Regions from separate parts of the Mus musculus genome. Here regions 1 and 3 are each linked to region 2. A link is a contact called in public promoter capture Hi-C data. All regions are on one chromosome and are shown on one strand. The core of a region is the stretch at or near the end of the contact, and the rest is flanking DNA. Distances in the headings are between cores, read along the strand shown.

Region 1 (3,364 bases), core at 644-3,143, 290 kb after region 2:
AATCTCAGTTCTGAGTTCAAATCTCAGCTCTCTCATGCTAGTCACATGACCTGATTGGAGGAGTTACTGAACCTCACCGTGCCTTTGTTTCCACCCTAGAACATGAATAGATTCACAGTATCTACTACAAGTAACTGCTGTGCGTGAGGGCTTAGCAAAATATGCCATGCCAGGGTTCACGGGAAGCATGTTGGCCCCTGCTGTGTGTTAGGTCACAAGCTCACCAAGCAAGAGACAGTCTCCAGTCTCCCATGGGAGCAGTGATGCTGAAGTGGCGCTCGGGGTAGGTAGGGTCTCGCCCATGGTTATAGAGTAAAACACAAAGCTAGTTTTAAACTTGGGTCCAGTTCCGAAAGACGAAAGATGTTAGATCTTTATCTTGCAGGTTACCAGGATTGCTTCATGTCTCTGTTATCCCTGTGGGCCCTATACCCAGCATGAGAGGGAGGGGGGATATACCACCCAGCACAGTGAGAAAGGACACAGAAGGTGGGACAGAGAGACAGAGACCAGCATAGAGACAGAAAGAGAGACAACAGAGAGACAGACAGATTGAGAGAGCTTATAGTGGGACCTAATCTCACCTAAGATCCTTAAACTTGACCCTCAGGCACTACAGAGAGAATTTTAAGAGTGAGAGTAAAACTGTCCACAAGGCAGGTTTAGAGCCCAGCATGGTGGCACTTGTCTGTAATCCCATCACCCAGGAAGAGAAAGAGACAGGAGAATCACTGAAAGTTCGAGATCAGCCAAGACTACAAAGTGAGACCTTATGGGTTGTGGGGTGGGGTAGAGTCGGGAAGCAGGCCTACAAATAGCCTCCTAACATACCTGCCTAGTACGAGGTCTCTAGGTGTTCAGCTATGAAATTGGCTTTGGGACCTTACGACAGGGTGGTCTGCAAGGTTGGGCTGGACCACGGAGACTGGTTTTAAAGGAACTCTCCCTAGGTTCCACTTACAGTTTGCTCCTTTTCCCAGGATCCTGGGCACCTGACCTCATCCATTCCATCTGGTTCACACCAGGGGTGCCTGCCTCGGTAGCAGCTACTCTGGTGCCTCTCCTGCCAACCCGGAGCTGGTCCTTAAGCCTGATACCCACCTCCTCCCACACGCATCCCAACAAATTGGTGGGATAGGCTCAACTCTCTGCCCCCAACTCTCGAGAACGCGATCTCCTTTAAATCCACCAGATCCCAGGGAACGGGCTCACAAATGAGACTTTTAAAGAAGCCAGCAACTCCTATGAGATCTCTTGGGAAGTAACTGAAAATGAAAACATGATGATGATGGTGGTGGTGGTGGTGGTGGTGGTGGTGGTGGTGGTGGTGGTGGTGGTGAAGAGAAAAATCCCTGAAGAGACCGCAGAGCAGCCTAGCTCTGCCCCACCCCCACATGGGTCCACTTCAGGGAAATCTACAGGATGAACCACCTCTTGATAAATTTGACCATTTTCATCCCCGAGCAACACTCACCCTCTAGTCAACATTTCTGGGAAGGAGAAGCCCAGCATCCGGCAGTCCCAGCTGTCCCAGATCCCCAGCACGCCCCTTCCCAAGGACACAGAGGGAAGCGGCTCACACTCCTTCCCTCTTGCCCCCTCCCCCGCCCCCTCCTCTTTCCGCTGCAGCTGCACTTCTGACCCTTAGGAGCATGCAGATGTGGTTCTAACTTACCCAAAGAGAAAAACAGACTGAGCCCCGTGAGACTGAAGGCAGGGCGAGGTAGCCAGGCATCCCTGTGCATTTTCAGAGACTGTGACGTTAGGCGGGTGGGCTGTGGGAAAGGGTGATTGAGGGACCAAGGACCACAAGGTAGGAATGGTTAAATGCTAAAAAAGAAAATGCACGGATGTACTTCAAAGACATATGCAACATTGAGGAAGCTTTATTTCCATCTCTCTAATATGGCCGACTTGTATGTGGCTGCTAAAAAGAGAGGGGGGTGGTGTATAAGGGAAAGGAAGAAAAAAAAGGGGATGGAGTAAATATTGTGGTTGGTGGATTTCAGAAAGCAGGTGGGAGGGCATAAAAAAGATATTCCTGGAAGAAATTAAGTTGCCAGAAAATTTAGCCTCTAAACTCAGAGCTCAATCAAATTTTGCCTTCCTACTGCATTTGAAATGATTTTTAGACTTTGAAAATTGTTAGAGAATTCTAGGTGAGGTGGCACGTGCCTGCAATCCTAGCACTAGGGAAACAGAGACAGGACTGCCTTGAACTCATAGCAGTCCAAAGCTAGCCTAGGCTCCAAAGCAAGACCCTTGCAAGAGAGGGGAGGAAGGAGGGGAGAGAAGGAGAGAGGGAGGGAAGGAGGGAGAGAAAGAAAAAAGGAAAAAGAGAAAGACTGTTAGAGCCATCTGTTTTTATCAAAGGGCTGTAAGGAAGTCCTTTTTATCATATGAATACGCCCCAAAGGCCTGTGAGTTGATTCCCTGGGGAAAGTGCTTGTGGCCACTGCCAAGCATGATGACCTGAGTTTGATCCCCGGGAACACACCTGGTCACCCAGCAGAAGGAGAGAACTGATCCCTGCAAGTTATGGTCTAACCTCAACACATTAGTGGCACCTGTATACTCATGCTACATGCTCTCTCTCTGTCTCTCTGTTTGTCTGTCTGTCTCTCTCTGTCTCTCCCCAACACACACACACACACACACACACACACACACGGGGAGGGGCAAGAGAATAGATAGATCATACATACGTACGTACGTACATACGTACGTACATAGATGTAAACACCCAGGAAAGAGTTGCCTTTTGTTGTTTGGGTTCAGCGAAGTGGGCAGGAGGCTCTTGGAAAGTAATGACTTCCTCATTGCTCTAGCATTTCCGCAGAATACAGAACTTGTCAGAGAAGGCTGATGCACAAATGCCTAAGAGACTTTTACAAGAGAATAGAGCATGGACCTCTGAGGGACCCGGATTCAAACAAATCAACAAGGAAAGGAACAGGTTTTGAGACAAGGGGAGCAGGGAGCGAATGTAAACTGGACGTTGATTATGTCAACAAATAACGTCTAATGCTGCCGGGTATCATAAAGATAGTGTCTGTGTTTTTAACACCCGTGGGTAATGTAGCTGATGGTCCCAGATGATTGGTGGTGCCTGGGGCACACTTCCCTTGGCTTTGGTGTATGTTTGAAACTTGTTATTTCGAAGGAGGGGAGAATACAGGTTGTCACAAGTAGAAGTTAGGAGAGAAGTGGCCCTAAGCAAAGAGGAGAACAGAGCCAAGCGTATCACAGGTCCTTAAACAGCAATCATTTATTTAGCTGTGCACATTTATCTGTCCACAGTGAGGAATCACAATTTGATCTTAACGTTAGGTCCAATGTACAGGTGATAGATCAGAGCCAGGAT
Region 2 (3,215 bases), core at 565-3,064:
AACCTGCCCTGTCTGAAGGGACCTCAGTCTCCGGAGGGCGTGGTCCTCCCCAGCTCCCAGCTCTGTATCATAACGAAGTCAGGCCAAAAAGCCAACTCCCAGGAAGCCCCCAGAGGCCTCTATTGATATAATTCCACGTCCTCGGGGAAAGGCAATGTCTGAAATAAATTAAGGCGGAAAGCAGAGCCTCTGTGTTCAAGGAACGGGAGAAGGAATCAAGGGCCCACTGGAGTCTTCGTAAGGACACAGTGGAAATGGAAGGCAGAATCAGGGCTTGACTCATCCTAGCTTCTACTCTGCTGTGTCACTGTCCTCCGGACATACTTAACGGGCAGGAGGAGCACTTAGTTTCTGTGCATTCCCGGCCAAAATGGTCTGAGCATCAGCTCGTACAACCTGAGGCACAGTTGTTATTCCCTCTCATCCACAAGAGACTGGGGCACAGAGAGGGTAAGTAAGTCACCCCACAACCACACAGCGAGTAAGGGGCAGAGCTGGGATTTGAACCCAGGCAAAGCGTCACTATGAGTCTACGTGCTAGGCTCCCTTTCAAGTGACATAGAGGAAGAAGACTTTTTCAGACCAAGCTGCCTGCCCCTGGCCCTGCCTCCTGTGGCTCCTTCACCCTGAAGGAAGCCGATATTCTGCTCTCTGCCAGCCTGAGCTCAGAGCACTTACCCTTGGATAGCTGGTAGTACAATGGCCAGCAAAGCTACAATCACACACACACACCACCCCCATTCCCCACTCCATGCCAGCTGTACTCTCTGCTGCCCTGCTGGAGCCCCTCTTGTCCGGGGCCTTTTCTAAAGGGATGAAAAAGTTAACAATTCCCAGGCAACTTTGAACTGTGCCCCTGTAGTGATCAGCCAGCCGCAGGGTCTGGTGAGTCCAGATCCCTCCAGTAGCCAGAGGGGGTCAGTGCTGGTGAACCTCAGGTATGGGTTGTTCAGAAAGGTCAAAATCTAAGGAGAAGCCACAGTGACCCAGGCTCTGCATCCATGCAGAAAGTCTTCCCACACTTCCGTCATGTTCAAGGTCAAATGGGGAGCTAGCATCAGCCTCAGCCAGATCCAAGACAGGACCCCAAACCCCACCCCACCCCCATTTCCCTTTCAGGAAGCATTTAATGAGTCCCTCTTCCACCAGTGTTCTAGGTCAGAAAACTCAACATCTATGGACCGGCAGGGGTCCTCTTGGGCTCCAGGCCTGAGTCTGTGGATTTCAAAACGCTGGGCTTTTCTTGTGACCCTAAGCCTTCTGGGGAAGGCTAAGCTAAAGGGCTGCTCCTCCCATCTCCAACCCCGGCAGCCCCTGACCACTTTGAAATCTTAGTTCTCCATCCAAGATGAGAAAGTCACACTGGGCAGGGCGTGGAAGGCTGAGGCAGGAAGAATGCAGTGAATTTTAGGTTATTCTGGGCTATATGAGTTCCAGGCCAACCTGGGCTACAGAACAACACCCTGTCACCCAGAACAAAGTCACATGTACACACACACGTACACACACACACACACACACACACACACACAAACACACAACACACATAAACACACACACTTCTGATGCTCCAACTTCTGCTATTCTGCTCTTTTTCTGTGGGGGTGGGGTTGAGGATCCCTTCTGAATGCTAATTTTCTAAGAGAGCCACTGGCTGGGGAACTCCAAGGAACAGGAGAGGGAAGGGGTCTAGCTGCCCACCAGAGCCAGTCCCAGGCAGAGTCCTGCCAGTCTCACCACTGTTCGCTGACAGATCTGATATTTCCCCAGCCATCGGGGCTTCTCCACGACGGTCTTCCTGTGGCCTCTACTATGGGGACAGTGTCTGCCGTGGCCAGGGCAGAGGTGGGGGGGCATTAAATATTAACAGTGTCAGGTAATATTTACCCCAGTCACAAGAAAGGCTGAGTGTCCCCAGAGGGGCTCTTGCTGACCCAGGCAAGGGGAGGTATGGGGGGAGCCAGAGGCAGGGAGGAGCTGCCTGAGGTCTCCAGCCCCTCCCAGAGGAAATTTCCAGAGAGCAGGGCTGGGATGGGCAGCAACAGTATTCTTCCATCAGCCGGGGAAGCCGCAGCTGGGAGTGAGATGAGGAAGTGAGAATTTCAAGATGCACTCTCGGTGAAGGGCACATGGGAAGTATAGATAGGGGTCCTGGGTCGGGATGGGGACTTCCAAGTCCCTTAGCCTCCAGAGCTTCCTGCAAGGCCCTGTGGATAGCACCGTGACAGCTTACATTCTCATGGGGCAGTCATGTCTCCCCGCCGTGTTCCTAAGGAGCCCGGCCTGGCTCCCTTCTTACCACAGTCCTGTGAATCTTGGGTCCCCAGCAGGATCAGCCTCAATAGCACTGCTGTCCCTGACAGCCTGTCCTGACTTGTTTTATTTATCCTGGTCCCGAGGCCACCACAGTTAGCCACTCACACCTCAGTCTGAAATCCTCCACCATCCCTGACTAATGTCCTATCCTGATGCCCAACACTCCCTCTTGCGGCTGTCACCATATGCTTATGACTCTTTCAGGAAGAAGCTCAGCTTGATCTTAGGGCTTACAAAGCATTTTCTAGCTGTTGTCTCCCTTTTGCTTTAGTTCCTCTCTTGACATGAGCTATCTGAGGTATGGAGAAGCTGAGGCCCAAGGTCAAACATCCAGTGAGAGTTGAAGACAAATAATGGCTATCCTTTGAGATCCAGGGCTCAAATGCTATGGCCATACCCACCCACCCACCCCCAGCCTGTCCTGCACTCACTGTAACCATCCCCTTGGTAACTATGGTGTGGATTCTGTAAGACCACAGTCTTCTTTGGGTTCCAGATGGTCGACTTGGCCTCCAAGAAGCTAATATCCAACACTAGCAGATGATATATAAATAGATACACAGGTGATAGGTAAACAAGAAATAGATGATAGATAGATAGATAGATAGATAGATAGATAGATAGATACATACATACATACATACATACATACATACATACCTGCATGCATACCTGCATGCATACAAGCTATATAAGTGATAGGTTGATGGAGAAATGATACCAAGATGGATAATAGATTTATGGATAGATGGATAGATGATAGATAGATAGATAGATAGATAGATAGATAGATAGATAGATAGATAGAGATAGATGGATGAGTGCATGCATAATACATATATATACACATACATAGCTACATACATACAGGCATACATATATACATATGCGCATGCATA
Region 3 (3,470 bases), core at 141-2,640, 360 kb before region 2:
CCTCATTGATCACTAGTTGAGAAAATGCCTTACAGCTGGATCTCATGGAGGCATTTCCTCAAGTGAGGCTCAGGCTCCTTTTTCTGTGATAACTCCAGCTTGTGTCAAATTGACACACAAAACCAGTCAGTACAGTTCCCATTTTATAGCTGAGTAAGCTGAGACTCTGAGGGTTAGTAGTAAACTCCAGAGTACCCTTCGAATGAGTGAGTCATATACCAAGTTTTGACCCTGTGCTTATGACCCCGTGGCCCTGGCTTCTGCTCTGGGACCTAGTTTTGCCTTGTCGAGTAACATAAGTCAGAAAGGCAACCATTTGAGGGAAAAAAAATGTAAAAAACAAAAAAGTCTTTCGGCTCAGCCCAAATTGAAAACGAAATTTTTAGAATCAAAGTAAACAGGACAGTTCTTGTCTGTCACCTGTCTCTCACCTCCAGCATGGCAACATTCCCTGCCATTGTTTGTTCTGGGGACATCCTTTTCTGGGAATGCAGGGGCACTGGTAGTGAATGTGGAGGTGGCCTGCTGGGGCTGGGGCTGCCCTTAGACCCCATCTTCTTGCTGTTCCAGCTGGCATCCCGTTGCTCAGTGGCTCTCCTCCCCCACCGGAGAACAAGCTGGGTTATGTGTCTGTAAGGTAAGTCTCTGCGCTGGGTGTGGCCTCACAGTTTAGATCTTTACTGTACCCCCCTGGGCCAATGGCACCATGGACAGATGGGAACAAACCTCATGATCCTGTTGGCCTGGAGCCCAGACAGGTCCCCAGCCCAGAGACACCTACATCTTGCCTTTTCTGAGAAACTCCACCACGGCAAGTAAACAGTCAGATCGCCGCTGCCAAGGTTCAGTGGATGTGAGGCAGGGTGTGTGGGCTCTGCAGGTGTTGCCCATCGGGGGAGAGACTGAGGTGAAGCCCAGCTCATCCCGTGGCCCCACCAGCCCTGGAGTCTGACCCGGCTTTGCCACTGAACTCTTTGATTCCTATGGCAAGCGATTATTTGGTCCTGTTATCCATTTCCTGTTCATCTCACTCTCTGGCAAATATCTTGTTCTCGCCACCTCAGCCCTAACTGTAAACCCCCACAAATTTATCTCTGCTCTCTGGGCCAGCCCGAGAGCTGCTGCTGTGTAAGTATCTGGGTGGACAGAGGGAGCTCTTTGCTGATGAGAACGGCCGAGGATGGACAGATGCGAAGGTCCAGAGTAAACTTTGCATGAGATGCTCAGGAAGGGGGTGGAGGGCAGCCAAGACCTTCCTTTTGGGGAACTGATGCCCCTCCGCATTACCAGAGAAGGCCCTTTGATTGCTGGAGGCCTTACAGAGGTGAGAGAGGGTCGCAGAGAGGCGGGGCTCCGTTCGGGCGTGCCGCCAGCTTCCTGCCTGCTCTCCTCCCTTTTCCAGTGAGCAGCTCCACTTCCTGCAGCGCTCCCACCCTCGAGTCCCCAGGACGGATGGTGTCAGCATTCAGAGCTTGATCGATTCCAACCGGAAGTGGCTGGAACATTTCCGGAACGACCCCAAGGTGTATCCTTTTAGCTGGTCCCCAAGCTTTAGTCCCTCCCGGTGATAGCAACTTGACTGGCCTGCTCTCCACCACCGGCCTCGGTGGTGTCGGAGAATACCCCTTTGGACCGTAGACCCTTTCTCTCAGCCGTCCAGTTTTCCTTCACTTTGTGACCAGACAGCTTTTCTCCTCGGCGCCCAAAGCAACAACCACATCGAACTTATCGAACCTCCTGCAGCTGGGCCTGGACGAGAACAACAGACTGAATGTGTTTCATTACTGAACCCCGTGTGGGGCGGGGCAGGGCGGCCTCCTCCTCTATTACAAGTGCCTGAGGAGCCGCCAACATTTTATTTCTCTCATCAAGCATGTCCTCCGTTGTGAACCCCACCGAGGACTTAGAGGAACCACCGGGTTAGATAGGTGGAGAGTACGGCTGTAGACGGCCACGCACGCTTCAACCATGGACTGTCCTGAGCAGAAACATGTGGACATATGCGAGCTTCTGCACCAAAGTGGCACTGAGATGTGGGCTGCTGAAGACTTCAGGGGTGTGGACACCTTAGTTAAAGCGACTGCTATGGGAGGCTTAGGGATCCTCCTTGGAGGTTGGCCCCCTGCTGAGGATGTGGTCCTTTATTCACATGGCCTCCTAGCATGGCATGCCCTGGCACTTTGGCTGTGCTGGGTCTGTGCCCCTTTCGGATACCTCAGCCCCGACAGGATCATACCCGTCCCTCTCTTTTTGCCTTTTTTTTTCTTTGTAAATGTCTTCTGACTGTCACAAGTTTGGGCTCAGCTGCCTGAGCCCGGCTGGATGTTGCTAGAGGGGCCCCGAGGGATGTTCTGTCTCCTTCCCCTCGGCTGGCACCGTGATTTCCTCACGATTCTCAGGAGCAGCCCTCTCCCCCCTTAGGGTGCTCTGTGGAGCTCTTCCTTGCCCTCAGGTTTCAAGCACCTATCTTTCCAGGAAGCCAAAAAAGCCATAGGGAAAGAGGGGAATGCCTTCTGCCCCATCTTGATATTTCTCTTCTTTAACTCGAGTGTGTCTATGAGCCCTATTTCCATCTGTCCTTCTATCTGGGCCGCCCCTAGCCCAGTCCAACTAGCAACTCTGTCCAGAGCTCAGTGGATGGAACTGATTCCAGCCTGGCACCAGCAGGGACCATCTTGGGTCAGGTGCTTCTGGCTAGTGCTTCTGGCTCAAGCCTCCTCGGCCCAACTTCCCCTCAGCGGGCTCTGCAGGAGCTGCAGGTGATGCTCTCAGCATCTGTCTCCTTGTTTAAACAAAATGCCCTCATTTTTCTTGTCTTGAGAAGCTGCGGGCTGCCTCTACCCCCGCAGCCCACAGGGTCTCACCGATTTATTGTTCGTTTCTTTGCTGTGGAATAAACCTCGAGCAGCCAGTTGGCTTTTTACCCTTTAGATATTTTTTAGTCATCGGCTGACCACACACAGATAAAGTCCGTTTTGTTACTTCTTCCACTCTGTGTGCCTTGAGAACCGCTCATGTGGTACAACCAATTCTGGTGACAATCCTGTGATTTTTTTTTTTTTTTGCACCTATTAAATCTCTGTAAGTCAATTTTCTATGAGGCAGTCCTGTGAGTGTGCTGGTCTCTTTGGAAGCCTTGTGTTCTTCTTCCCGAGGGACAGGAAGGTGGGGGTCAATGGGTCTTCAGGGAATACCTCCCTGGGTATCTGATTTAGTTATCCCAACAGGGTGGAGTTGGGGGCAGGTGTGGGCTGCTCCATTTTTATGGGTGACAGAAAAGCAAGGCTCAAAGATATCTAGGTGCCTAGCAATCCTTAGTAAAATGTAGAGCCCTCCCCAAAGCTGCCTCAGCTCTCCTCTTGCCACCAGTCCTCAGAGAGCTCACTCCCATTTATAGTCTCCTACTTCTCTGTTTTCCACTTGCAAGGCTGGAGACCCACCGAGCAATTTCCCCAAAGACTAGGTTTTTT

Evidence for each region. Promoter capture Hi-C pulls out the DNA fragments that hold promoters and counts their contacts. Capture Hi-C pulls out chosen DNA fragments and counts their contacts.
Region 1: a contact with region 2 is called in a promoter capture Hi-C map of adipose tissue, with 5 times the contacts expected there. The contact joins the promoter of Scn2b here to the promoter of Fxyd2 in region 2. A contact is called at or near these places in 15 of 39 promoter capture datasets (the 3T3-L1 cell line, 3T3-L1-derived adipocytes, the C10 cell line and 9 more), 2 of 15 datasets of contacts at CTCF or cohesin (large pre-B cells and pro-B cells), 23 of 484 Hi-C or Micro-C datasets (the AML12 cell line, B cells, CD4 T cells and 19 more), 9 of 115 datasets of contacts at active chromatin or transcription factors (T-cell acute lymphoblastic leukemia, bone marrow-derived dendritic cells, bone marrow-derived macrophages and 5 more) and 3 of 9 other capture datasets (adipose tissue, liver and macrophages).
Region 3: a contact with region 2 is called in a promoter capture Hi-C map of embryonic stem cells, with 4 times the contacts expected there. The contact joins the enhancer-like site here to the promoter of Fxyd2 in region 2. A contact is called at or near these places in 14 of 39 promoter capture datasets (the 3T3-L1 cell line, the C10 cell line, cranial neural crest and 8 more), 8 of 15 datasets of contacts at CTCF or cohesin (the NIH/3T3 cell line, embryonic stem cells, hippocampal excitatory neurons and 3 more), 184 of 484 Hi-C or Micro-C datasets (the AML12 cell line, B cells, the Ba/F3 cell line and 95 more), 33 of 115 datasets of contacts at active chromatin or transcription factors (PVALB interneurons, astrocytes, bone marrow-derived dendritic cells and 19 more) and 7 of 9 other capture datasets (adipose tissue, embryonic stem cells, embryonic tail and 4 more).

Annotation. Positions count from the first base shown.
Region 1 is chr9:45,116,405-45,119,768 of GRCm38.p6, reverse strand. Scn2b (sodium channel, voltage-gated, type II, beta) reads right to left here and starts at 1,893. Exons shown (of 4, transcript NM_001014761.2): 1 at 1,676-1,893. The coding sequence starts at 1,745. The region is part of intron 1 of Gm10684 (predicted gene 10684); the gene reads left to right.
Region 2 is chr9:45,404,689-45,407,903 of GRCm38.p6, reverse strand. It overlaps Fxyd2 (FXYD domain-containing ion transport regulator 2), which reads right to left and starts at 1,814. Exons shown (of 6, transcript NM_007503.4): 1 at 1,738-1,814. The coding sequence starts at 1,774.
Region 3 is chr9:45,766,576-45,770,045 of GRCm38.p6, reverse strand. Cep164 (centrosomal protein 164) reads left to right here. Exons shown (of 30, transcript NM_001081373.3): 28 at 571-637; 29 at 1,403-1,525; 30 at 1,683-3,100. The coding sequence ends at 1,788. Among named protein-coding and RNA genes, the nearest start is that of Cep164, 60 kb to the left of the region's middle. Within about 2 kb of position 1,390, at least 19 of the 459 cell types and tissues checked have an H3K27ac peak or open chromatin away from gene starts, as enhancers often do. A contact at or near this core is called in differentiating embryonic stem cells, embryonic stem cells, spermatogonia and 1 more, where this site is marked.